Linked DNA regions of Mus musculus: regions 2, 3 and 4 are each linked to region 1. A link is a contact called in public Hi-C and HiChIP or PLAC-seq data. All regions are on one chromosome and are shown on one strand. The core of a region is the stretch at or near the end of the contact, and the rest is flanking DNA. Distances in the headings are between cores, read along the strand shown. Region 1 holds the start of Pgpep1l (pyroglutamyl-peptidase I-like). Region 2 overlaps Igf1r (insulin-like growth factor I receptor). Region 3 overlaps 4833412C05Rik (RIKEN cDNA 4833412C05 gene). Region 4 holds the start of Synm (synemin, intermediate filament protein).

What was found. Hi-C and Micro-C count contacts between places; a contact is called where the count stands out from the background. HiChIP or PLAC-seq counts read pairs in DNA pulled down with a chosen protein or histone mark.
Region 2: a contact with region 1 is called in a Hi-C map of myocytes, with 1.8 times the contacts expected there. The contact joins the enhancer-like site here to the promoter of Pgpep1l in region 1. A contact is called at or near these places in 2 of 39 promoter capture datasets (hippocampal neurons and neutrophils), 1 of 484 Hi-C or Micro-C datasets (myocytes), 1 of 115 datasets of contacts at active chromatin or transcription factors (bone marrow-derived macrophages) and 3 of 9 other capture datasets (adipose tissue, liver and pancreatic islet).
Region 3: an H3K4me3 HiChIP or PLAC-seq map of craniofacial prominence shows a contact between it and region 1, with 4 times the contacts expected there. The contact joins the enhancer-like site here to the promoter of Pgpep1l in region 1. A contact is called at or near these places in 20 of 39 promoter capture datasets (the 3T3-L1 cell line, 3T3-L1-derived adipocytes, the C10 cell line and 15 more), 1 of 15 datasets of contacts at CTCF or cohesin (the NIH/3T3 cell line), 1 of 484 Hi-C or Micro-C datasets (ECoMG myeloid progenitors), 11 of 115 datasets of contacts at active chromatin or transcription factors (T-cell acute lymphoblastic leukemia, craniofacial prominence, embryonic basal ganglia and 6 more) and 5 of 9 other capture datasets (adipose tissue, embryonic stem cells, liver and 2 more).
Region 4: an H3K27ac HiChIP or PLAC-seq map of the NIH/3T3 cell line shows a contact between it and region 1, with 5 times the contacts expected there. The contact joins the promoter of Synm here to the promoter of Pgpep1l in region 1. A contact is called at or near these places in 9 of 39 promoter capture datasets (the HPC-7 cell line, cranial neural crest, hematopoietic stem and progenitor cells and 5 more), 9 of 115 datasets of contacts at active chromatin or transcription factors (the NIH/3T3 cell line, craniofacial prominence, embryonic basal ganglia and 5 more) and 4 of 9 other capture datasets (adipose tissue, liver, macrophages and 1 more).

What each region holds. Positions count from the first base shown.
Region 1 is chr7:68,260,572-68,267,094 of GRCm38.p6, reverse strand. It overlaps Pgpep1l (pyroglutamyl-peptidase I-like), which reads left to right and starts at 2,862. Exons shown (of 4, transcript NM_030101.1): 1 at 2,862-2,951. It overlaps Gm16157 (predicted gene 16157), which reads left to right. Exons shown (of 4, transcript NR_040340.1): 4 at 1-756.
Region 2 is chr7:68,003,767-68,009,873 of GRCm38.p6, reverse strand. It overlaps Igf1r (insulin-like growth factor I receptor), which reads right to left. Exons shown (of 21, transcript NM_010513.2): 2 at 5,519-6,064. Among named protein-coding and RNA genes, the nearest start is that of Igf1r, 55 kb to the right of the region's middle. Within about 2 kb of position 3,178, at least 29 of the 459 cell types and tissues checked have an H3K27ac peak or open chromatin away from gene starts, as enhancers often do. A contact at or near this core is called in myocytes, where this site is marked.
Region 3 is chr7:67,783,601-67,790,609 of GRCm38.p6, reverse strand. 4833412C05Rik (RIKEN cDNA 4833412C05 gene) reads left to right here. Exons shown (of 3, transcript NR_045954.1): 2 at 4,016-4,211; 3 at 5,318-6,072. Among named protein-coding and RNA genes, the nearest start is that of Gm34350, 16 kb to the left of the region's middle. Within about 2 kb of position 1,634, at least 30 of the 459 cell types and tissues checked have an H3K27ac peak or open chromatin away from gene starts, as enhancers often do. A contact at or near this core is called in craniofacial prominence, where this site is marked.
Region 4 is chr7:67,758,130-67,765,090 of GRCm38.p6, reverse strand. It overlaps Synm (synemin, intermediate filament protein), which reads left to right and starts at 5,349. Exons shown (of 5, transcript NM_207663.3): 1 at 5,349-6,272. The coding sequence starts at 5,463.

The DNA.
Region 1 (6,523 bases), core at 1,613-4,112:
ATTGATGTCAACTCTCCAGCTGTCTGTGCCTTACCAAAAGCTGTTTGCCTCCAAGACAATAAACAGCCCGTGTGATCCTTTCTCTTGCTTAAGCAGGAAGTCACCACTCAACAGGAAGGAATTTAAAACCAATCCCACAAAATTTCGTGTTTGGTATAAAATGTGAAATATTTGAAGTCTGGGGATATTGTCATCTCAGAGGTCCCCAGTGGGAACACATGGCTGCTTTCCGGTTCAGTGAGAGGGTCACACCTTGCCCTCGAGTCGAATATAATTGCAAACATTCCCCTCTGGGGAATATCTTGTAAGGAAGATTGCCTGACTTTCTGTTAAATCAAACCTCTCCCCTCGATGCCTTACAAATTCTCAGGCTTACTGTATTTCATCAGCCTAAAGGCAGGGTTTGACATCAGCAATTGTTCGAGAACATTTGCTTTTACAGTGGAAGAAAGAAATGAAAAGAGCAGATCCCAGACCAGAAAATCCATGCCTCTCTGAGCCGTTTTCTTAGGGAAAGAGGGTGGGCTTTCTGTTGTTTGTTTGTTTGCAGGTCAGGACGAATGCAGTAGTTGATGCATCGTTGTGACTAACAAAAAACATTTTATATCGGTTAGAGACTTTTTAAAAACTTCATTACAAAGTTAGAGAAAAGATTAGGGCAGAAGAAAAATGAATGGGAAAGTCGAAAATCCTCGATGCATGCCAGGAAATAAAAACGACCTGAGTCAAATCCAAATACAAGCAAACGGAACAACCAAATAAAAAATAACACCCTCCCGGCAGGGCAGCACATACCCATGATCCCAGATTGTCTGTGAGAGGTGGAACAGAAGTATCGCAAAAGCCCAAGTGTTCGGGGCTAGCTTGTGCCACACACAACCTGTTCTAAATGATAATAATAATGATAATAATAATAACAGCTGCAAGAGATTATAGCTCCATTGTCAAGAGAGTATAGAGTGGTATTGTTCACAACTGACACAACTGGTAACTGCCCTTAAGGGACTGCTTTCTCTCAGCATAGTAGTAAACATTCGTAAACAGGGTCGCATGATATTGTGGCATTTGTTCATCTTTTTTGAGACAGGGTTTCTCTGTGTAGCCCTGACTACCCTGGAACTTTCTCTGTAGACAAGGGCTGGCCTCGAACTCTCAAAGATCTGCCTGCCTCTGCCTCCTGAGCACTGGTAAGCCTCAGCACCACCAGCCACCACCTTTGCAAACAGGGACATTGCGTCTGTCATCTGCTTTAACTGTGGCAGGGAAGGAGCAAATCCCTCCTAACAGAAATGTGAAAAGGCCACCAAGCAGGGAGGGACAGCTCAGGATAGGGTGTTGGACAAATGTCTACAAATGCCCACAGGAATGTGAGAAACTAGGACCAAGACACCCCCTCTTTCCCACCCCACCTGCAACCAGGTCCAGTACAAAGCCCCTGAGTTCCTCTAGAATCTAGTCGGGTCTCAGCCTGGGGGGCGGGGTGGATGCGTGGGTGGCAGGGAGGGATAGAGCTGGCTTTCTCAAAACAAAAGAAGCCAGGACCCCACCTCCAGGGCCAATTAAAGGGAATGTCTCACGCGGCCAATTAAGTAGTTAACAACTACTGGGGCTCATCAGATCACCCGTGGCTGCTTCCCTGCCTCACCCGGATGGGGAGAGAGAAGTATGTTTTATTTCTCTCTCTCTCTCTCTCTCTCTAAAGATTTATTTATTTATTATTACGTATAAGTACACTATAGCTGTCTTCAGACACTCCAGAAGAGGGCTTCAGATCTCATTACAGATGGTTTTGAGCCACCATGTGGTTGCTGGGATTTGAACTCAGGATCTTTGGAAGAGCAGTCAGTGCTCTTAACCGCTGAGCCATCTCTCCAGCCCCGAGTTTTATTTCTCTCTCTCTCTCTCTCTCTCTCTCTCTCTCTCTCTCTCTCTCTCTCTCTCTCTCTCTCTCTCTCTCATAAGAGAGAGAGAGTTGTTGTTGTTTTATATATATATATATATATATATATATATATCAACAACAAACAAAAAAACAAAAACAAAACTTAAGTATTTTTGAAAAGCCAGCAGGCTGCATCAATAGGTGAACTGTCCCAAAAGTAAGGTTTCCCGTCATTGTTTCTCTGACAGATTTTAAGAGCTCAACTAACTCAGAGAAATGCCAAGACCGTGGGTGACATCGGATGGCATTTTTTTGCCAGGGAACGCAGTAGGAAGCACTTCGCAGACAGGATGAGCCAGTCTGAAGCCAGCAGACATCAGCCAGCTGGTGAGACCCTGTCGCTCCAGGCAGATGCAGCTGGGGACATGCGTGGGAGGCAGTATGCTCCGTCTAAGCGGGCGGGGGTGAGCCCCACTCCGCAGAACAAGAAAACAGAAATTTGACGGTGGACCCACTGGGTCTAGGCAGCAGGTGCTTGCAAGCACCGCCTACAGTCAGCTTCCAGTGAGTGTTTGCTGCGAGTTTGGTTGCTTGTTTAAACGCTTTGCAGAATTCAAGAACAATCATAAGCCAAGTCACACTTTCCAAACACAGGGCAATACTCCAGGCAGCAGGGGGTTCTACCGAGAAAAAAAAAAAAAAAGGAAAAAGGAAAAAAAAATCAAGGTAATCAAGAAGATAGGTGCAAAAAACAGAGAGGGTGACCCGCGCGGTCCTAGCTTGAGCGATTTCAGTGGTGGGTCCTAGTAACCCCACAGTCTTGGGACAGTTGGTTGCTATAGGGTCGAGCACCATGATGTCATGTATCCTACGGAACCAACTAAGCTGAGTCCATATTAGTTCTGGCGGCGCTATGACCCTCGAGTGTCCAAAGGCCGCCAGTTCTGCTCCCGAGGGGCGTGGCCTTTCCACACTCCCCACGTGGTCTTTTCCATCCTGGATCTCGGCTGGACCAGCCTAGCGCAGCCGGGTCTCATGGATTCGCAGTCCCGCTGCGTGGTGGTGACCGGTAAGCCCAAGTTTCCCTGCGTTCCGGGTTTTGGTTTTGGCTGCTTTCTGCTGGGGCCTGGAATGCGCACTTGCTCGACTCTGCTTGTAAACAGCTCTCCCAGGGGAACACGGGTGGCAACTGGTGTTGGTAGGAATTCCAGATGGAAGCTGACTTCCTGCTCAGCCCTATTAAAAAAAAACACAGGCTTTCCTGCCTCTGAGCCCCTTCGCCACAAATAACTTGAGTGCCATGCACGGAGGTGCCCACTTGTGGCTTAGGTTCTCTCAGACCTTGTTTGTCCTTCAGCCCCTTGGGGAGGAGCCCAGGCTACCACCTGCTGTCCCTAAGCCTAGGACCCAGTGGAGACCATCGAATTGCAGATTTAGACAGAATTAACCATCACAGGGCCTCATACCATCCTTTTTAAAGGACCAGGCCTTGATGGAGACTGCAGTCGCCAACCCCCATGGTGCTTTTGCTACTATGGAAACACTGAAATAACCAACACACACACTGGTTGTGGATGCCACTGAACACACACACACACACACACACACACACACACACACACTGGTTGATGCCTCTGAACCCCAAAAGGTCAGCCTGGAAGGAATGGTGGCTGCTCTGTCCTCCATCTCAGCCGCACATCTGAAGTCACCCCAGCCACAGGCACCTGTCATTGTCACAGCTGGTCCCTATGGGCTTACTCTTTCCTCACGATGCTCTTATTTTTAGTCAGACACCAAAGCGCTTTATTTATTTTTAGTTAGACACATTTGGCACATTTCAAGTTTTCCAACTTGTATTCGATAAAGGGAAACAAAGGATTCCTGTCACCTGTCCTAATTGAAAGCTTCTTTGATAAATACTTTCGGACAGTGATTCATACTATCAGCCTTCCAAAAGGAGGAAGGAAAAAAAAAAAAAAGAAAAGAAAAGAGCATTCTTTTGAGACACTCTTATTCCCTTGCACTTCTGATTTGTTTTTTTTTTTTTTTTTTTTATTTCGGGTCCAGAGATGGAATGGCTCAAATTACATTTGACGTCCTCAGGAAACCATACTCTTGGTAAAAGCAGTGCCTGTCTCAAATGAAATATGGGCATGGAAATGTGCTGCCCCCTCTTGGACTCACGTCTTTCCCTACATTTCTCTCATCAGCCAGCAGTTGCTGGGAGTCAGGCGCCATTGGGAAATGCCCACTGGATCCCAGAGTGTGGCCTGCCTTTATTAGTAATGTTTTGAGTTTGCCGGAGGACAGACTCTTCATTTTATTGGAGCCCCTAGTTGTGTAAATCTTGTCTTGACAACTGGTATGTAGACAGATGGTGAAATGCAAGGATTCTAACAAACAGCCTTTAGATTAAGGTGTTGGCTGGGACCAACAGTAAAATGAGAGACCAGGCGAACCTGCAGTCCTCCCCAGGGTTCGATGATTCTACCACATTTTCTGGCTGACTACCCAACTCTATTCCAAGGCAGTCTTGATGGGGAATGAGGCTTAGCCCAGCAAAACAAGACCTTCTAACCTTGCTCCCGGAGTTGTCTTTCCTAATTTAAAACAAACAAGGATGTAGTTTCCTCAAAGCTGAATGTGGTTCTAAAGTGTGTGAAATGTGTGTTGATGGGTTTTTAATGATCCTAGAGGAAGCTGGCTTCTCGGTCTTTCTACTTAATCTCAACATTTTCTAAGCCGTTCTTTAGAGCTGCAGGTTCCCACAGCAGCTGCAAGACTGTGTATCCTATCAGTCAAAGCCAGATGGTAGTCCTGAGATGGTGGGCCATTCTGTTGAAAAGCTTTCTGTCCCCTGAAGTTTTTCTCCCTAGGAACCAATCCTGATGATGGGCCACGACCAATACACTCAGCAGTTGCCAGGCACAGCTGGATCCCCTCTCCAGTGCTGCTACCTACTCTAGAGGCCCTGGGGTCCAGCGACTTGATGTAGCATCCTGATCTTTTACAGACTGGAAAGTGTGGCAACTGAGAAGTATGCGCTGAGAGTCAGGTGAGGGACTCAAACCCTCAGTCATACTCCAGATAAAACTGATCAGGACGATGCTCAACCCTACCTGCAGCCCAAGCTGAGATGAGGCTCCCCTCCTCTCAGTCTGACATGCTAGCCTCCCCCAGGAGGAGGCCACACATTTTTCATTTTAGAAATATAGATCAAGAAGAAATTGTAAAGAAAGAGAACTCCTTGCAAATCTCACTAGGGTTGCCTGATGCTGACATCTTCAATGTCCAATCCAATGTACTAACATCAGTACAATTAAGAAAGAGAGAAGCAGAGAGAGGGGGAGAAGGAAGGGAAGGAGAACGGGATGGAGGGGTTGAGGAATGAGTATGTGTGCACGTGCACACAGACCGCTCTATACAATTTAGACCAGTGCAAGGCTTCCTGGAATTGCCTCCACCTCAAAACGCCTTCCCCTGCTACTCCCACCTTAGCTTCTTCCGCACTTTCTTCCCCCATTTTAACACGTGGTGTCCTTTTCAGACTCATTTGGCTGTAATAAAATATCCAGAAAACAAACAAACGACAAAGGATAAAGGAGTTTATTTCCGTTTACAATTCCAGGTTACAGTCCATCGTGGTGGGAAAGTCAGCAGCAGGAACTTCAGAGAATTGGTCGCATCACATCCACAGTCAAGAGCAGAGAGAAATGCATACATATTTGCTGTCTTGTTTGCTTTCTCATGTTCAGCTTGGATTTCTCCATTCTTTTATAGTTCAGGACTCAATGCCTAGGGAATGACACTGCCCATAGTGAACTGGGTTCCCCCACATCAATTAACAAGAATTGTTGAGGAATTGGGTTGGCTTGTGGACATGGTTTTTTTTTGGAGGATTATCTTAGTTAAGCTAATTGATATAAGCAGAACCATTCCCTAGGCAATGATTGGCCTGTGGGCATGTCAACATTTCCTAGGAATGTTGGCCTGTGAGTATGTCTGTGCCCACAAGTAAGACAATTGGCTAATTGATATGAGAAGGCCCAGCCCACTGTAGGTGGTACCATTCCTTAGGCTGGAGATCCTTGAGCTGTAGGAGAGAGGAGAAATCAAACTGAGCACAAGCAAGTGAGCATGTGTGCATCTCTCTGCTCTTTGACTGTGGATGCTATGTGACTGTTGTTTGAAGTCCTGCCTCAACTTTCCCACAGTGATGGGCTATAACATAATTATATGCTGAAATGAATTCCTCTCTCCTCTAAGTTGCTTTCGTTGTTGTTTTTATTACAGCAACAGTTAAAGTAGAACACTTATTTAAAACCTATGGAAGGATATATAGATAGTTTACAGCTTTAGAGTTGTTAGAGTGGAGAACACTACTGTAAACAGTAGTTTCCAGTTCTGAGATCAGTGGCCAGGTGTATACATGTTACTCAGTCCACTTTCAGCTCTAAAAAAAAAAAAAATTGGGGCTCAGCGGTTAAGAGCACTGACTGCTCTTCCAAAGGTCCTGAGTTCAAATCCCAGCAACCACACGGTGGCTCACAACCACCCATAACATAACAAGGTCTGATGCCCTCTTCTGGAGCTTCTGAAGACAGCTACAGTGTACTCACATATAATAATAATAAATAAATC
Region 2 (6,107 bases), core at 1,929-4,428, 260 kb after region 1:
CCTGCCCTCATTTTGAGTCCCTGGACCCATCCAGAGATGGTAACGTTTTCCCGTTGATAAAGGGAGCAGAGGACCATCCTGAAGCTCCAATCAGCAATGACCATGGTTCCTCGGTTTTTTTTAGGGTAGAGGGAAATGCAATACCTTGCATGACCACTACCTCAGCCAGTGGTCTTTCTATCTGGAGTAAGGCTGGCCCGGCAGCTAAGCTGGCTTCCAGTGTAGCCAGGCTCACGGCTCTGTGGATTTTCTGGCAAAGGCTAGATGGGGTGCTGTGAGCCAGTCACAAGCTGTTGATTCTGGCGAGCCAAGAGGCACTCAGAGGCCAAGTTTAGCAGTGAGGTCTCAGGCTTTACTTTTGTTACCTTTTATTTGATGTCGTTTTGTTTTTTTGGAGGAGGTGTCCTCGCATGAAATCAAATACCAGAAAAGCCTCTGTGTCAAAGCAGCACTTTCCGTAAATTCACCGAGAAGCCAGAAAACCACAGGTACTCAGGAGGTGTCACCGCTGCCCCTTCCAATACAAGGCCAGCTGTGTACATCCTAGGGAACAGCTTCTGGGGCCAGAAGCCCAGCCTTTTTAGACTTCTGCATCTTGGTCCTGAGAAGGGGAGTTCTGGTGCTCTTCCCGCCATTTTGGAACTAGAGATGGTTTGGAAGGACACGCTCCTCAGTAGCAGTGACGGTGACAGGGTCAGAACCACATTTTACGATCTTACCATCTTTAAGCCTGCTGGGGACTATCACTGCATACTGTTCTTTGCTTGGGGGAAAGTGGATCTTCACAAAGTAGGTGCCATGCTCACCCCTGGAGTGCATAGATAGATACAGCTAGAAGTCACAGAACACTGTTTAAAAGGAAAAGAAAAAAGAAAAAAAGAAAACCTACCTTTCCAGGTGCTAGGTAGGACTAGTGGAGGCTCCAAAGCCCTGGAGTCTCGTGAAAGGCAAGGCTGGAGCTCACCTCAGTCTCAGATCTGAGATGGAGGAGGCAGACTGGTTAATACAAAGATGACTGGGAAAGGGGGGTCAAGGATGCTGCCTGCAGGAGTGTGAGGGGCAGTAAAATGGGGGCAGGGGGCGGCACCAAGGAGCCTACTCCTTGGTTAAGGATCTACTCCAGAAGGGCAGGTGAACAACAGAGCCACTCAAGGCATGGGACATTCATGGGTGACAAGTGAAGTGGGAGGACACAGAGCAGGAGGCTGGAGAAGCGCAGTATCACTGTGTTCACAACGGGTAGGGTAGAGAACGGCAGAGTGAAGCAGATCTTGAGATGGTAAGGGCTTGGATGGCCTATTAGAAAGGAAGCAGGCTCGAGTGGTGGTGCTTCTGAGATGATCGTTAGCTAGGAGAACAAGAGCATTGACCCCCTCCCCCCCAACCCCCGCCACGGGGAGGAGAGTTATGTAGAGAAACCATAGAAGCAAGGAGACATTCCATGGGGGTGGTCTTCACCTGTAGTTGAAAGCTCAAATAGAAGTCAGGGAGTGGTGGTACACACCCTTGATCCCCAGCACTAGGGAGGCAGAGGCAGAAGAATCTCTGAGTTTGAGGCCAGACTGGTCTACAAGTCCAGTTATGAGACAGCCAGAGCCACACAAAGGGGGAAAAAAAAGGCTCAGCAAGAGGCCTGGACTTGAGATGGTATTTGAAAGTCAGATAAAGACAAGAGGATGCTAAGGAACCAGTAAATATAATGAAGTAGGAAGAAGGGGGAGAGCCTGTCTGTGGCCATGTCTTGGTCTGAATGATTATGTCTTCCAGAACTCCTATCCCGAGATCTAGTCCCTGAGCACATGGTGCTAAAAGGTGAGGCTTTGTCCTTACCTCAGGAGGCTGGAGCCCTCACAAGTGGAATAGTGCCCTTGTGAAAGAGACACCAGAAAATGCCTTACCCCTTTCCACATGAAAGATGGTGGTGGAGGGCTCTGAACCCAGAAAGCAGGTCCTCATCAGACAGAGAACCTGTCAGCCCCTTTCCTTGGGTCTCTGGTCTCCAGAACTAAGAGAAGTGAATCCATTGTTCATAAGCCATCCAGCTTGTGACATTCTGCTGTAGCAGCCCAGATGGATTAAGGCCAGAGACAATGAAAGCCTAGATGGAGAAAAGGCCAACAGAGCAGCCACTACAGGCGAAGGAGGAGACACAGAAGCCATTTCAAACAAGACAGGAGGCAAGGACCGACCATCAAACATGAGGGCACTGACAGTTATTCCCGTATTAATTCCCCAACACAATTCCTTTCGGGGGGGGGGGGCCCTCACTCTTTCGGAACAACTCAGGCCTGCATAAAAATCACAAAAACAAAGAAATACAGAGGTTGTAACAGGTAGAGTGGCCCCTCGTTAGTGGGCTGCCTCCACACTGCCAGTAGATACGACCCGGGAAGAATGAAGATACATTATGGGGTAAACTGATCAAGTGGTCTCCTTTACAGCATTGACTTCACTCGTATTCTTCACTGGGATTTCTCTCCAGATGCTGATATTCCCAATCCTCTGCCACCAGCCAGCAGTAAATAGTTTACTGGGATTCCTCAAATATTCATTTTGAATGGCGTATGTGAACTCTGAAGTGGGCATTCTGTGAGGGCTCGATGCCCTTGCCCTGGATCCTTGAAGGATGACGGAGGGCTCTGGCTGAACACAGCACGACAGAAGCCAGTTGTCTAGGGAGAGCCACTAAGGCCCCGCTCTCCAAAGGAAAGAGAATGCCAGCCATCTGTGTTGTAAACATTCTAGTGGCCTCATCCCGAGTAAAGAGAAGCAAATGAACTGATTTTAATAAATAGCACGTTTTACCTTTTCGAGTATATTCATCAGAGCATGGAATCCATTTTTTTTTTAATCATGTAGGCAATATTTCAAAGATTCTTCCCAGACTACATCCTGGAAACCCTTCGCTCAAAGCAGGGCTTTCTTGGGGCAGGCCACAAGGGTCAAGTGCTCCACTCAGGCACGTGTGACTGGTGCCACTACACACATGACAGCATAGACTAGAATAGGAGTCTACGAAGAGGGAAAGCATTCTAGCTGAATTAGAAAGGCTACAGGAAGCTGTGACCATGACTAAGTTTTCAGGACAAGGTAAGAAGACAGTATTCTTGAATGGAGTCAGCGATTTTAAGCACTCCATTGTGAAACCACAGAACACGTCATCAGGACTGGTACAGCGGCCAAGGAAAAGGCTGCAGAACACGGCCTTGGGAAGACCAGTTCTAGCCAACAGGCACTCTGGCCTCAGGCCGGCTGTTTTCTTTGTTCTAATTTAACCTTCCATGGACTCTATGAGGAAGACAGGATCCATGCCATTATGAAGATGAACAAACTAAACCCTACACATTTAAATTGCTTGGTAGTTCCTGGCTACTGGCCCTTGACTCTGACCCAGAATACAGGCCTTATCTCTGCCCCTGACTTCTTCAGAAGCTGCTGAAAAGCCACAGTGAGAGCAGAGCATCTGTGGGGTCGCTGACAGGTGTTAGCTAATGATGCTGCAAACCGCACATCCCTTTCATGCAGAGCTTCTACGCTTCCGAAACACTTTCCTGTCCATACTTAGTTTGGCCACCATGACAGAGTGGTGTGGCTGCCGTAGTACCAGCTCGACCACAGCTCAGGCAAGCTGGCCAGTCCAGTCGTCACACACTCTTGTTTCTGTATCCAAATCTGATGATGCTTTTTAAGATAATTTTTTTTCAAATGCCAAGGCTACTTTAAAAACAAAATGTTGGGGACTGGAGAAGTAGCTCAGTCCTTAAGAGTACTGGCTGCTCTCCCAGAGGACCCAGATTTGATTTCCAGCATCTTCAGGGCTCACAAATTGACTGTAACTCTGGTCTTTCCAGGGACACTACACTCATACGTGGTGAGCAGTCATACATGCAGACAAAGTACTCAAACATATTAGATAAATAAATAATTTAAAAATAAATAAAAACAAAATTTTATGACAATGGACAAGAACTCATTCCTATAATCCCAGGACTTGGGAAGCTAAGGCAGGAGATGTGCCATGAACTCAAGGGTAGCCTGAGCTACATGTCCAGGCTAGCCCCAACTACAGACTGAGACCCTAGCTCAAAACCAACAAAAAGAATTACAGGGTTTTTTTTTTTCAAACCATTAATTAAGCCAAGCATAGGGAATTGTTTTTTAATCAATCAGAAAAGTATATTTCACTCAGCTATTCAAAGTACTAGCCATTAGAATACTGGCCCTACTAATATCTCTTATACACACCCACACATACAAATGCATACACCTTACCCCTACACATTCCACAGACAGACACAAATCAAATGACAGAAAACATCAAGGTGTGTGACCTACTCTGGCCCCAACTCCAGGCATGATGAAATAATAGCTACCCATGAGGGCTGGTCTTCCATTTGTTGATTATACACACTTCAGAATTTAGACAAATTTATCCATCTGGGGGTTCTGTGCGGGATTTATGGGGCAATCTTCATAACTAGTCAGGTATATGGACTCATTGAGTCTTTAACTGGTCTAGCCATAAAATAACAGCTAACGTGCTGAGGGAAACCAGTGAGGGGAACCTTGCTGGCAACTACGTCTAAATATTGCTCAATTACTGAATTCAATACAGCCAATGCCCTGAGCCATAGCTACATTTTAGCCAAAAGTTGATTTTCATGTCCTATGTCACATCAGGTATGAGTTTAGGCATTCTACAAAGAACATATGCATATTACAGGTAAACAAACAAGCTTTAAACACCACTATGAGACCCTGGGGTCACTGCATGCTTTCCAAGTTCTCTTCACTAAGTGTCTGCACAAGACTGCCACAACAGGTGTACGAGAAAGGAATGAAAACCCAAGGGCTCAGAAACATTCCCTCCTATAGAGCTGCCTTAAGTAGAGAATGGACCTAGGACTCGTGGAAGCTGGCAAGCAGGCATCTGATCTATCACGTGTTTCATATTAAACCCGATTTCCTGCAGCATCAGGGTCCTGAGAGCCAAGGATCACCTTCTCAGGACACGGGTGTTAACACGTTTCCTTTATTTGTGAGAAGGAATCTTGCTCTACAAAATGATGGTGGTGGTGGTGGTGGTGGTGGTGGTGGTGGTGGGTGGTGATACTATAAATCCCTTTACACAAAGGACACAGGCACTGAGCTGTAAGAAGTGCCTGTTTGTCGAGAATCAGAGACTTACAAAGCACACCAAGTCCCCTATCTCATCAGAGCAGTTGACGGTTAGTAAACTTGTAGCCTCCAGATGCAGCAAATTATTTCTAACCAGACTTGACAGCAGCCACAGCAGCCTCCATCCAGGCTCCGGTCCTGTACTCTGAGAGATCCCGATTCACAGAAAAGCTAGATAAGACCCATCCCTCCCCATCCCCAGGAAACACTTCCACTAGGCAGTGTGGAGATGTGAGAGAACTTCGTCCTGCCCCACCAAAGACAAAGGAGAGGAGGAGGGAGAGGAAGAGGAAGAAAGCACGGAGCAGAAAGTGGAAGTCCCCCGGCTGCCCACTCTTACTTTTCTGGCAGCGATTTGTGGTCCAGCAGCGGTAGTTGTACTCATTGTTGATGGTGGTCTTCTCACACATGGGCTTCTCCTCCAATGTCCCTGGACACAGGTCCCCACATTCCTTCGGGGGCTTGTTCCCCACAATGTAGTTATTGGACACCGCATCCAAGATGAGAGACCAGTCTATGGTGGAGAGGTAACAGAGGTCGGCGTTCTTCTCAATCCTGATGGCCCCCCGAGTAATGTTCCTCAGATTATAAAGCCCAATATCCTTGAGATTGGTCATCTCGAAGATGACCAGTGCGTAGTTGTAGAAGAGTTTCCAGCCACGGATGACTGTGAGGTTGGGGAAGAGGTCTCCCAGGCTCTCGAGGCCAGCGACTCGGAAGAGCAGCAAGTACTCAGTGATGACGGTGAGCTTGGGGAAGCGGTAGCTTCGGTAGTCCTCGGCCTTGGAGATGAGCAGGATGTGGAGGAAGCCCTCGATCACCGTGCAGTTTTCCAGGCGCTTCAGCTGCTGATAGTCGTTGCGGATGTCAATGCCGGGCCCACAGACTGAAGGGAGACAAGAGGGCAAAGCGGGGCATATGGTTAAACA
Region 3 (7,009 bases), core at 385-2,884, 480 kb after region 1:
TCTCTGCTTCCTGAATACTACAAGGAGATCCACTGTCTTCTACTGTTCCCTGCTTTGTGATGGGCCCCCAAACAACAGAACCATCCAACTGTGAGTTAAAACTGGGTCCAGTAGCCAGAGAGAATTCTCCCTTCCTTAAGTCTTTCTTTCAATTATTTTATTGCAGCATCGAAACACTGAGCAACATGGTAAGTTTGGAAAGCTTTGCAAAGCATCACCCTCTTTTGTGTGACCTCGAGGCTCTGAGAAAGTCCTACGGGAAAAGGCTTTTGTTTAACAGTCTCACCCAGGAAATTCCAGACTTATTTGACACTGGGACTTTTGGTAGCAACTTGCCTTTATTAACATCCCAGGGAACTAGAATTCTGTGGCAGACATTGGGACAATGCTATTGGGTTGCCAACCAGTGCATTGGTGACTTGACCTGAGCAAGAGGGAGCTAACTCACCACCCAGCCATCACCCACTGATTGGAGCTAGGCTGAAGCTTAGCCTTGCTGGTTTTCCTGACGGAACCCGCACCAGCAGCCGGCTTGAGTCTCCAATTTGCTTACGGCCTTGTGGACTCCTCAGCTTCCATAAATCCATTATCCAATCCTTGCAATCAATTAATTATTCACATTCTACTGGTTCTGTTTTCTCTGGAGAATCCTGTCTAATTGGATTTTGGTAGAAAGGTCCACCAGGCCTTAAGGTTCAGGCTAACCAGTGAACAGACAGCCATGAAGATTGTCTCGTGTCCTGCTTGTTGCTCTCCGGCTTGGAGATGGAGCCTACATCAGTCAGGAGTGCTCTGACTTCAGAATACAGAAGTTACACAATCTGCCAAAATGAATATGTTATAAATTTCGATGGGGAAAAAAAATCCAAATGGCAGAAACACCGATAGAGTGATTACGCTTCGTTTTAGAGCTAATTTTTATACAAAAATTGTCTTGAAGTTGTTTCTCTGGACTTTGCCCATAATCGTTGCATGTTGAGTTCTTACAGGGAATCAGCAGATGGCTCTTTAATGAACCAACAGTGCACGACCAAGAAGTGTGGAGGCTGGTGTTTATTTTCAGATCAAAGGGAGAAAAATTAAGCCCAGAGGTGCTTGTTTTCCGGAAAAATCACACTCTTGTGTGTTAGGGTGACAGAAATCTTCTTGATTTCACAATTTTCTCCTACCCGCCCCATTTACTCCCACACTAATCTGAATCTATAAATAGGGTTTAAATATTGCTCTTCTGAGGCTGGGCGTGTTGCTCGGTGGTAGAGCGATTCACTTAGCTTGCAAGAGGCCCCGAGTTTGATTCCCGGATGAGCCAAAGTCAGCGATAAATACATAGTGCCTCTTGCCTATTTGCAACAAGGCGAACTAGCTACTTTTAATTAAAAGGTTTCCAAAAAGCCTCACTCCGAATAAAGGGTGCGGCCTTTCCATAAAGAACGCCTTGCTGTAATTTACACCCAAGAAAAAGATGTAGGCCAGGAAGAAGAAAGGAACCGTCTCGCTTTGACCGCAGAAAAAGCCAGGGTTAAAACAATCCGATGGGTTTGTACCTTTCCTTTCACCTTTGTGGGCCCCTCAGAACTTGATGCCAGCCAACGCGGTGAGGCCAAGCCTGCAGAATACTTGCTCTGGAATCTGCTCTGCTCTCTCTCCTAGCTTCCTGCTTGCCCACGGAACAGTTATTGGAAAACACCTGGTATTGAAATGCTATCGTGTGGACAATCCGCCATCTAGTGGCCTGAGAGAGAATTGCAAAAACAGCTTTCGGGGGTTATTTGCCAAAAGTGGCCTTCAGACCAAAGTTATTTATGCCAATAATTCTTAGGCTTTGCTTCACATTATAACGTCTCAGGGAGCTTGTAAAAGTCTGATGCCAAGGCTACACCCGCATACCAACTAAGTCGGAATTCCTGGGAATTGCAATGGGTCGTGCTTGTGAGCTGCGATCTTTGCAACCAAAGCAGTTGATTAAAACAAAGAAAGTGTCAGGCAGTCTCGTGTGTTTCTGTGAGATACTGTGTGTGCTGATTTCTTCTCCCTTCTCTCTCCCCCAACTTTTATTTTCAGACAAGATCTCATGTGTCCTGGGCTGTTCCTGAGTTCCTGATAGTCTTGCCTCCACCAGACCCTCCCCTACCGCCCACTCATTGCTAGAATTATAGGTGTGTGCCACAATGCATGGTTTTGATATCCTCCCTCCCTCCCTCCTCCCTCCCTCCCTTCCTCTTTTTCTTTTTCTTTCATCTTTAAAAATGGGACCAATATACATAATACTAGATTGTTGGCAAGCACAAACTTGAAGTTTGACTCCTTGGAGTGTCAAACATGTGCTTTAGCTAAACATATCTGCCATGGGGACCTTTGATGACTGGTTCCATGAAACACTGGATCATTGTATATAACACACCATGAGAATCGCTGTGTGTTATGGTTTGAATGTAAAATGTGGACCCCTGTCCCACCCTCCTTGTATGACTCAGTCCTCAGACAGTGGTGCAACTTACGTTGGCTCTGGAACTTTTACAGCCAGAGGTCTAGTTGGCATAGGACCAAGTACCATCTGGGCAGAGCTACATCTGGGCAGAGCTACATCTGGGCAGAGCTATAGAGGTATAGCACACAGCTTCTTGACCTACAGGGCTGTAAGGAACTCATGCTTCAGGTTTCCACCACTCCAGTCTGGTGTCTAGAACTGATGGATGGCTGCCTGATGCCTGTACCCCTTAAAGTGTGAATTGAAATACATCTCCCCTCCCCTCTGTTGCTTTAGCTGGGTATCTTAACACAGTAGTGAGAAAGCTAACTGCACACAATGAATCACTTAGTCCTGACCTGACTACACAATAGATTCTATTTAGATGAATTTTATTAGGAGTCTATAACATTACCTTTCACTTGCTTTTTTTTTTATGTTCTTTTTTTTTTTAATTTTTTATTAGGTATTTAGCTCATTTACATTTCCAATGCTATACCAAAAGTCCCCCATACCCACCCACTCCCACTCCCCTACCCACCCACTCACCCTTTTTGACCCTGGCATTCCCCTGTACTGGGGCATATAAAGTTTGCGTGTCCAATGGGCCTCTCTTTGCAGTGATGGCCGACTAGGCCATCTTTTGATACATATGCAGCTAGAGTCAAGAGCTCCGGGGTACTGGTTAGTTCATAATGTTGTTCCACCTATAGGGTTGCAGATCCCTTTAGCTCCTTGGGTACTTTCTCTAGCTCCTCCATTGGGAGCCCTGTGATCCATCCATTAGCTGACTGTGAGCATCCACTTCTGTGTTTGCTAGGCCCCCGCATAGTCTCACAAGAGACAGCTACATCTGGGTCCTTTCGATAAAATCTTGCTAGTGTATGCAATGGTGTCAGCATTTGGATGCTGATTATGGGGTGGATCCCTGGATATGGCAGTCTCTACATGGTCCATCCTTTCATCTCAGCTCCAAACTTTGTCTCTGTAACTCCTTCCAAGGGTGTTTTGTTCCCACTTCTAAGGAGGGTCACTTGCTTTTTAAAAAAGATTTATTTTTATTTTTAAATTACATCTAGGTGTGTCTGCACACGAGAGATCAAGTACCCACAGAGGCAGGAGTCATCAGATTTTCCTGAGCTGGGGCTGTGGGCAGTTTGAGCTGTCCGATGTGGGGGTGGGGGAACTAGGCATTCTCTAGATTCTCTTGACTGTTGGGTCATCACTCTAGCCCTTTAATTTTGAATTTTTTGAAATGTATCTTTTTATTACATTTACTTACTTTGTATGTGTGTGCATGTGTGTGTGTGTGTGTGTGTGTGTGTAACATGTGCATGCACACACATATACTGTGGTAGGTATGTAGAAGTCAGAACAAAGGAGGAAGTTATTTCTCTTATTCACAACCTGGGCTCTGGGTATTGAACTCAGGCCATCCTATTTGGTGGCAGGCCCCTTTAACGCCAAACCATTTCTCTGGTCCACCTTTGGAAGTTAATGTTACAGGCATCCCATAAATCAACAGTAGTTCTAACTTTTTTCCAACAGGTGTATGGACACTGTGGACACATGTCCCTTGAAGTCTGGCCTCCACCAGTACATTGCCTGGGTTAAATTCCACACATGTCTGGCCCTGAAGCCAGTACTGTGTGCTTTCTTCAGCTAAAGCAAGCCCCCCTCCATCTCTTCTGTAGCTTCCTAGGTCCTGGGCTCATCAAGCAATTGAAATCTTTCAAAATGATCGGTAAGGAGTGTGAGCGTGTTTGTTGTTGTACCTTGTATTTCCCTAGCAGGCAGATCAAAACGTCTTTCCACACGATAGTAAAAATTTGCCTTCTACTTGCTGAAGGCTTGATAATTAAGTCTCTGAAATGGACAGTAAAGAGTCAACAAATGGCAAACTTTGTAATTATGTTCATAACTATGCATGTCCCACAGAACACTAGATTTAAGAGTTGGGTGGTTAAAGCAATATGCATATGTACATGTATGTATATATGTGCACATACATACATATATAACATGCATGCATTATATATTATGTTCTGTTATATGTTACACACTACATGTTATATATACATACATACACGCATATATACACATAGGCATATACATAAGGCAAGGTTTCACATTGTAGTCCAGGCTGGCCTAGAACGCACTATGTAGCTCAGGTTTGCAACTGATGAATTAAAAATGGCACCCACTAGTGGAGTGGGATGGTGGCATCAAACTCATAACACTTCTGTCTTAGTCTCCTGAGTGATAGAATCACAGGCAGGAGCCACCCCACTTTGGTTAAAGCCCAATGGAATCCTGAGCTATGAGAAAGAGTGGGGGCAGGGCAGTGACAACTTAAGGCAGGGCGAGGGAGGAGTTGTCTAATGAATAAAGCTCTGGTGTGCAGATAAAAAGTGTCTTCCATAGACAAATACTTTCTCAAATGTCAACTTTTCTTAAAGACCTAAGTTTCTTTGACCCAAGGAAACCTCAGGGTCTGCAGCCAGAGTTTCCCAGAAAACCAGCTCTAAATTTGCTCCAGAGTCTTGTTTTAGGGAAGTGTTCCTTGCTACATTTTAACCTGTTTATTAGCAGGGCTCAGCTTCGCAGCTCAGTCTGTATATTACCCAGCACTACAGTGCATGCCATTTTAAACTCATCAGTTGCAAAGAGCTAATAGTCCATCCGTTAAGAGTGTGCAAAGGCTATTTTATGTTTTATTGTTATCGGCAGATTTATGTTTCTTCCTGATGAATTCTAGCTTTTCTGCATTGCACTCCACAATCCCCACTCCTCCTATCTTGAGCTTATGTCGATTTTTGCCTAATTCTGTTCTGTTTTTTTATGTTTTAGATCAGGGCTGATCCACTCGAGATTTTACTTGTGGTTGATGTTATTTTTCAAGTCAACGACCAATTACAGTAACAGCATTGATTAAACACCGTCTCTCTGCCCTGCATGGAAATGCCATCTTTCCTGTGCTTTACCTCAGAATGGACCGGGCTTGGTTGCACACGGCTTTGAGCCCAGCACGCTGAAGACAAACAGGTGGAACTCTGTGAGTCTAAGGCCAGCCTAGTCTACAAAGAGAGTTCCAGAACAGCCAGGAGTACATAATGAAACCCTGTGTCAAAACACAACCAACAAACAGCGTGGGTCTTGAATGGCTTTTATACGTCTTGGCCTCCTGGTCTACAAACTTGCTGTGTCAATGCCATGTAGCCTTTCACGCTATTCCATCAGCTTGGTCCAGAGTTTTAGCATCTGGCACAACTGTTCTACATCAGTGTTTTTCAGAGATAAAATGCTGCTCGTGAAATGGAAATATTTAGAATTGCTTCTACATAAATGTTAAATGCTTTTATAGAACCCAAGGAAAACCCTGTTGATGTTCTGATTAAAATTAAGGTTCATCCCTTTGGAAATCGCTGACACTTGTGGTTATTAGTCCCTCCGATCCAAGGGCCTTTCGCACTTCCCCGTTAGTTCAAATCTGGCTTTTAAAACCTGTAACAAAATGTCATGGATTTCTCGAAGAACCTTCTCTAACTTTTGATATTTTAACAGCTGACTTTACAATGTAATAAAATAAAAATTCCCCCAAAGAACTGCGCCCGAGCATCCGTGTTCCCTGACTGCTGGGTGTCATTATCATCCTTACATCTGTTACTATCTTTACTTGACCTTATTAAATAAAGTCATAGAAAAGACAAATCTTTTCAAAACTGCACACTGGTGAAACTTACCACCAATATTGTCAATATTGTGAAATTTTTGTTTCTCCCATAAATGAGTCTATCACTGCATTGTAGTAAAAATTCTAGACGACTATGTATATAAATTCACAAGTCGATTGTAAAACATGTGAAAATACAAAACACCAAAAGTGGCCACACAGATCCCGACAGGATTTTCCACTAAAGGGTACAGAGATTTGTAAAGATGCTCTATGACCGAGAGAGTACAGAGTCTAGACAAGCATATCTAGACATGTGTCCAGCAGAGCCGAGAGCTGTTCACGTCTGACAAAGTGACATAATGACATTCTAGCTTCACTTGCTGCTGGGATAAAACTCAGTGGATAAGAACACTTGCTTTTCTTGTAGAGGACCCAGGTTCAGTTCCCTGTACCCACATGGAGGTTCATAACCACCTGTAACTCCAGTTCTAGGGGTTCCGATGTCCTCTTCTATGAGCCCTACACTCATGTGGTATAGCATGCACACACACACACACACACACACACACACACACACACAAGATCTTTTTGCCTGTCAAAACTCAGTTAGTTGGCTCTCTGCTCCTTCCTGTTCCAGAGACAGCTGCATCTTCTTGTGCAATGCCAGCCTCGTCTCTTAGACAAGATGGTGAAGATCGGTGTGAACAGATTCTACCGAATTGGGCGCCTGGTTACCAGGGCTGCCTTCTGCTCTGCACTTGGCAAAGTGGAGATTGTTGACATCAACAACCCCTTCATTGACCTCAACTACATGGTCTACGTGTTCCAGTATGACTCTACCCATGGCAAAGTCAACAGCACAGTCA
Region 4 (6,961 bases), core at 4,100-6,599, 500 kb after region 1:
ACCTGGCAGCACCTGTTGTGGACAGATGTCTTCTCAGACATAGGCACGCAGAAAATGATGGCATTTTTTGTCTCTGCACCTCATCCCCAATTTCTGCTCTGAGCCTCCATTTCCACCAGGATAACGGTAACTCAACTTCTATCCGTTTAAGCATCTGAGCCCCTTACCTGGAGGGACTTAAATGTCTACAAGTTACCAGGGCTGGGAGCCTACTTGGTCCTCATGTCACCTGTCCTGATATTCACTAGCCTTCCTTTAAGAGACCTTAGTTTTCATCAACCAAGGCAAAGCCTGAGACAAGGGGCTACCATGGATGGTTGAGAGGCTTGCTCACTGCCTGACGTCTGTCCGGAGGAAGGGTAAGTGTTGGGCTTGCTAAGGCTTGGATGAAGGTGCCTTGGCATCGAGGAACTATCCAGCAACAAAGCCAGGAAGAGTGAGCTCAAGAAGGGTGCCTTTCTGATTTGTACAAGGTTATCTTGGAGGCTTATCTGGTCCTGCCGGTGTCCCCATCTCTGCTAGAGTGGCTCTCTTTGGCTTGCTGCATAAGACTCAGTATATGCCTCAGGGAAATACAGGTTAGGGCTCTTATTTTGGATCCCATACTGTAACTGGCTTTTTTCTTTTTTTTGGAAACAGGGGTCTCTCTCATTCTGCAGCCCAGGGCCTAGCCTAGAGCTCACTGTGTACCCGAAGACTCACTTTCAGTTCTTACAAAGTGATCCTCTTTTCTCAGCCTCTTATTGGCATGAGCCACGATGTCCTAGTAGCTTGAGTTTACCTGTCTCCTTACCGCTCTGCCTAGCATGGCGTCTCAGACCCTGTGTGCCAGGTGCAGGTCACCACTGCATTCTTCATTCCCCTGCTATAGCTCCAGGAGAGCACAGCTCCCCTGGGCTCCAGTGCCCAAGATCTTCTCCCCACTTCTGTCTAGCTGAGATCATCCCAGTGTCCCTAAAAACTGTGCCAAACATAGGATACAAAAGTCAGTTAGGCTCTTCCTTTTTAGCTGTCTGTCTGGGACACAGCAGTTCCCTGGCCTGTGAGGTGGAGTGAAAGGGAGAGAGGCTAAGATCCATCAACATTCATGGGCCAACTGGGTGTGGAGTGGTTTTGTAACTCCACCCCCTCCTAGCTTGAAAAAAGACCCCATATTTCTGCTTCCCCAACCCAGCACGGAGGACCCTCTTGCTCCTAGGGGTTTTTCATTACTCACTAGCTGTGAGATCCCCTCCAGGGAGCCTAGCTCCACTCTCAAGGTTATGGACAGGGAGGTTTGGCAAGTTATCATGAGCCCTCTTGACTCTCCATCCTTGAGCGAGCATTCCCTGCCGGGAGCTGTTCACTTCCTCAGATATCACTAAAAGCCCACTTCTTCATTCTGCTCTAGTTCTGACATCTCTTTCCATTAAAATGAACAACAGGTTAGGTAGACAGTTCTTGAGGAGTTTGCTTGCCAAAGAGGATTATGGTAAAAACAATAATAACAAAATTTTAAATCATTGCCTTTAGTGGAGCCTGGTGGGAGGGAAGCAAGTTGGTGGCCTGAGGCTATGTGGTTAGTTCAAGGCCAGTCCCAGCCTGAGAAATTCAAAGTGGTTGGGGCCCAATAAACACACACACACACACACACACACACATACACACAGTCCCCAGCTTAGTCCCCAAGGCCATCAATGAACAACAACAACAAAAAAAAAAAATCCAAGAAATACCATTTTTAACACAATGGTTTCAAAAAACCATTTGGTTTATGTTAGGACAGTTCTAGAAAGAAATAATTTAGAGACCTGTGGCGTTTGAACGAGACTGGCCTCCATAGGCTGGTATATTTGCATGCTTAGTCTCCAGTTGATGAACTGTCATGGAAGGATTAGGAGGAGTCCTACTGGAGGTCCTTATGGAGGTGGTGTGTCACTGGGGAGCGGGTGGACTTTGAGGTTTCAAAAGCTCAAGCCAGGGCAACCCCCAAGACCCTTTGCTGGACATCAGGACGGCTGCATCTCAGATACTTTTCCTGCCTGCATGCTACCATGCTTCCCAGCGTGACAATGGACTGACTAAACCTCTGAAACTGTAAGCAAGCTCTCCGTTAAATGCTTTCCTTCTTAAGTGTCGGCGTGGTCCTGGTGCCTCTTCCTAGCAACTGCACAATAATTAAGACAAGACCTTTTTTACATTCAAAGTGAAAAAGAAAATGTTTAATTCCATGGTGAAATATAACATATATTAATTTTCTAATATTATATGCCTTTATTTGCCCAGTTTAGATTACCTACTCTAATGAAAGAATGAAAACCAGAAACAAAGGCCACAGGGACTTTTTCTAGTCAGATATTAATAAAAAGTGCATCTCTTTCTATATTGTGGCACCTTTGAGACAGCTTTCACATTCTTATTATAAGCAATAGCAAAATATCCAATACTCCTTATATAATCAATATAATCAATTGATTCTTATAGAATATTCTTGTGGCTTTTTGAGGACTTGGACATTAGTGTATGGTTGCAGTTGATGAATAGGTATAGCATGGTATGAATTCTTGTTAATATTTTTGTTTATCAAGCAAGGCCAAATAGTGATGAATCTCCATTCTGAACTTCTTCGCTGGCCTGGATAATAGTTCTGAGATACTGAAAAAGGTGTTACCCTATTCCCAGTCCAATAGATACATCATAACACACTGCTAAGTTTAACCTGTAGTCTTTTGTTGTTGTTGTTGTTGTTTGATTGTTTTTTTGAGACAGGGTTTCACTGTGTAGCCCTGGCTGTCCTGGAACTCAGTCTCTAGACCAGGCTGGAACTCAGAGATCTACCTGCCTCTGCCTACCCAGTGTTGGGACTAAAGGTGTGCACTGTTGCAGCCACCACCTGGCTAACCCATCGTCTTAACAGATGCACACCAAAGGGAAGACTAAGGCTAGACAATCCACAAAGCAAGGTCCCAGCCAAAGATAACAAATCACTGGCTGATTTCTATAGTGCAAATATTCAACACCCTGACATGACATTCATGAACATTAACTATGTAGAATTTCAAGAACAGATAAGAAAATGCAGTTGAGTGATTAGGACATGTTACATTTTGAGTATTTATCTCCCTCTTGTTGTATTGTGAATTATAAGCTTGTATACTTATTTTCCACAGTAGCTGTGTTGACCCCATGGTTCACATGTAACAACTGGCAGCCTCACACAGCAGGAGACCTATCCCATACACCACTGCCAGGCTTCTGCAGTGGGAGACCCTGGCAGGAGAGCAGCAGGAAAGAGAGGTTGGGCTCACCTTCTCCCTTCTAGGGTATATTCTGCAGCTCTCCTCTGTCCAGAGGCCGTATCTCAGAACTCCAGGCTCCGCTAGCACTTGGGCACAAAGGCTCTTGGTTTGCTACTCCCTAGGTCACTGGTGCTTCTCCACCCCCACATCCTTCGCAAATAGCCCTCTCCTCCCTCCCACTTGGTTAGGCTCTTCTTTTTGAATGTGCAGCCTTTGCCTGCTCAGGTTGGCTCCCCTGGTCACCTCTAATATGCTCACTTCTTCCCACACTTCACAGTCATATATTTAAGGACACTAGCCCATGTCTCCGAATCTCAGTTCTGAGGATTAAGTCTGATCAGTGGGATATTGTTTTGCAATAGTAAGCAGTAGCACAAGTTTTTGACTTTGTCTTTCTTCTGCTAAGCTATGCCCCCAGAGCAGTCATCTCCTGAGAGATGGGTTTACAGCAGAAGTGAGGAGAAGTTTTGAGTTTTACAATTCAACACTCGGGGTGGGGGTGGGGGGAAGCAAGAAAAACCCAAGGAGTCAGAGCAAAGCAACCTCTTAATTGGGGCCAATGATGTGTGATGGCTCCCTACCTCTAGACAGAACTGGAAGTCTGGACATTCAATATGATGAGAGTTAACGGTTCCAGCTGAGTCCAGGTGACTCTGTAGCTGCCCTGTGAGGGTCGGCTGTTGTGGGGTGGTCAAGGCCAGGGCGCTCAGGATGAGTAATCTAGAAGGTTGAGTGATGATCACCAAGGACCAAAGTGTTGATGTGCCCCTGTGGATGGGAGAACGGAAGAACAGAGTCCAGGGCTCCCAGGCCAATGCCTTGGTGCTGAATACCCCCCACCCCCCTACTTAGGGCCACCTGTGCCTATTCCTGCGCTCTGTAATGCTACTGACTCTGGCTACCATCCTTTGTAACTGTCGTGTAATGCAATGAGATGCAAGTATGCACAAACTGAGAGAGCTGTGGTTTCTATGGCAATTAAACTAAGTGCTTTAAGGGCACACTGCTGAAAGAAGAGACAGCGGCCCCCCTCCCAGGCTGTCATAATGGGGGTGTGTATAAGGCAGTTGCAAAAGTCTGGAGAGATGGTAGGTGTCTAGAATGTTCTGTGCTCAGAGCACTTCAAAGTCTTTCTAGGTTCTTTCTCCACCAGAATGATGCTAATATTGCAAAGCATAAAGTCCCATGAAGGTGGTTTGTGCAAGTAAGAAGGTAACAGCGTTTCCCACTCTGCGTGGAAAGGAAATCTTACCTAAACATATAATATTGGCAAATGGAGATGCATTCATGCCAGAAGTTAAAAATGTATATGTAGGGCTGAAGACATGACTCAGTGGTTAGGGGCACTGGCAGCAGAGCATGTGGTTTCAATTCTCAGTACCCACATTTTGGCTAACAACTGCCTTTAACTCCAGTTTCACGGGGATTTGACGCCCTCTTCTGGCGTCTGTGTGCACCGTCGTGGTACAAATACATGCAGGCAAAACACTCACACACATAAAAAATAAAAGCAAAATTACTGAAATGGTCTTAGTTTAAAAAACATAACAGGTATATGTGTATATACGGATGTGCAATATACATGCGCAAAGTTGTTTTGTGGTGGTGGATATTGATATCCAGGCCTGGCATATTCTTTATCTGGCAAGCTCTTTATTGTTGAACTATAACTCTAGTTTAAAGAATACACCTCCTGCCCCTCATCTCCAGAGCAACCAATTAGAAGCTTCCTCTACGAAAAGGATCTCTCATTTAATGGCAACTATTTTTCATTAAAGAAAGCTGGGACTCAGGGGTGCCTTAGTTGCGCCCTAGGAGTAGCAACGGGGAGCCTCATAAGGTGTCCCAGATAGCCAGCACGCAGTAATCCGACAACCCACGTGGGATTACCCTGGGCCACCAGGGGGGCCAGTGCTGGGCAGCCTCGCCATGGCCCGATCTGTCCGGCAGGGGGCGCTGTCCGGCCGCAGTGGCCGCGCGGGCCGCGTCCTGATTGGCTGGAGGCGATGGCCCAAGTCCACAGCCGCGCGACCGGGCCACTAAGTGGGGAAGCTCGCCAGTCGGTGCGCCAGTCCAAGGGCCTCCGAGGCAGCGGCGCGGCGGGCGCGGCGCGGCGGGGCGGAGGGGACAAGATCAGGGCAGGAGGCAAGCGGCTAATCGAAAGGGTCCGGCACACCCAGCAAGATGCTGTCCTGGCGGCTGCAGACGGGCTCTGAAAAGGCGGAGCTGCAGGAGCTCAACGCCCGGCTTTACGACTACGTGTGCCGGGTGCGAGAGCTGGAGCGCGAGAACCTGCTACTGGAGGAGGAGTTGCGCAGCCGGCTGAGCCGGGAGGACCGCTGGGCTGAGGATCAGGCACTCTACGCCGAGGAGGCGCGCAGCCTACGACAGCAGCTAGATGAACTGAACTGGTCCACAGCCCTGGCCGAGGGCGAGCGCGACGCGCTGCGGAGGGAACTGCTGGAGCTGCAGCGGGAGGGTGTGGAAGCCGGCACTGCCCGCAGCCGCCTGGATGCCGAGCTGGGAGCGCAACGGCGGGAGCTAGAGGAGGCTCTGGGCGCGCGCGCCGCCCTCGAGGCGCTGCTGGGCCGGCTGGAAACTGAGCGCCGCGACTTGGACGCTGCCCACGAACGCCAAGTGCGAGATCTACGAGCCCGCGCTGCCAGCCTCACCATGCACTTCCGAGCCCGCGCCACCAGCCCCGCCGCGCCCCCGCCGCGCCTGCGGGACGTGCACGACAGCTACGCCCTGCTGGTGGCCGAGTCGTGGAGGGAGAGCGTGCAGCTGTACGAGGACGAGGTGCGCGAGCTGGAGCAGGCGCTGCGCCGCGGCCAAGAGAGCCGGCTCCAGGCGGAGGACGAGGCGCGGCTGTGCGCGCAGGAGGCAGACGCGCTGCGGAACCAGGCGCTGGAGTTGGAGCAGCTGCGCGCGAGGCTGGAGGATGAGCTGCTGCGGATGCGCGAGGAGTACGGGATGCAGGCGGAGGAGCGGCAGGTCCGTGGGCAGGGACCGCGCCCCTTCCCTAATAGCCTGTACACGCACCCCTGTGCACCCAGTAGGCGAGCAGCAGGGGTTCCCGGGACACCCAGCTGGTTCAGCCCCACCCAGGGAAGCGTACGCTGCCAGCAGCTTTGCTATTTATGAAGCGACGGGATTCTGGCATATAGCTAGTCTAAGAATAAGGGGTTGGTGCAATGATCCTTAAATCGGAGGACTGACGCCATGTGACAGGTCCCGGTGGCTAGCCTAGTGCCCATCATCCTGTTAGTTGGATTACCTTTAGATCCAGACGTGTCTAGGCACATCCTGATCAACGATCCTGTTAGTTCTGTTTTTGTTCTCTCCTCTCCTCTCCTCTCCTCTCCTCTCCTCTCCTCTCCTCTCCTCTCCTCTCCTCTCTTCTTTTCTTTTTCTTTTTCCTGCGCTTTTGTAGAGCTTGTAGCCTGAAATCCAAAACTCAGCCCAGACTTCAGACCTGGATAGGCAACACATTGAGAGGTTGCAAGGCACTGCCAAGTCCTCCCCAGGAGGCTCACCATGCTTAAAGAGGGCTCCAAGCACCTTTTTGTTTTGTTTTGTTTTGTTTTGTTTTTGTTTGCCAGAATGATTTCCCAGCTGGAGACAGCTGCTTGTAGCTCCTCGAGCAGATGTCTTATTTTTCTGGTTTTTGTTTCTTCCCGCGA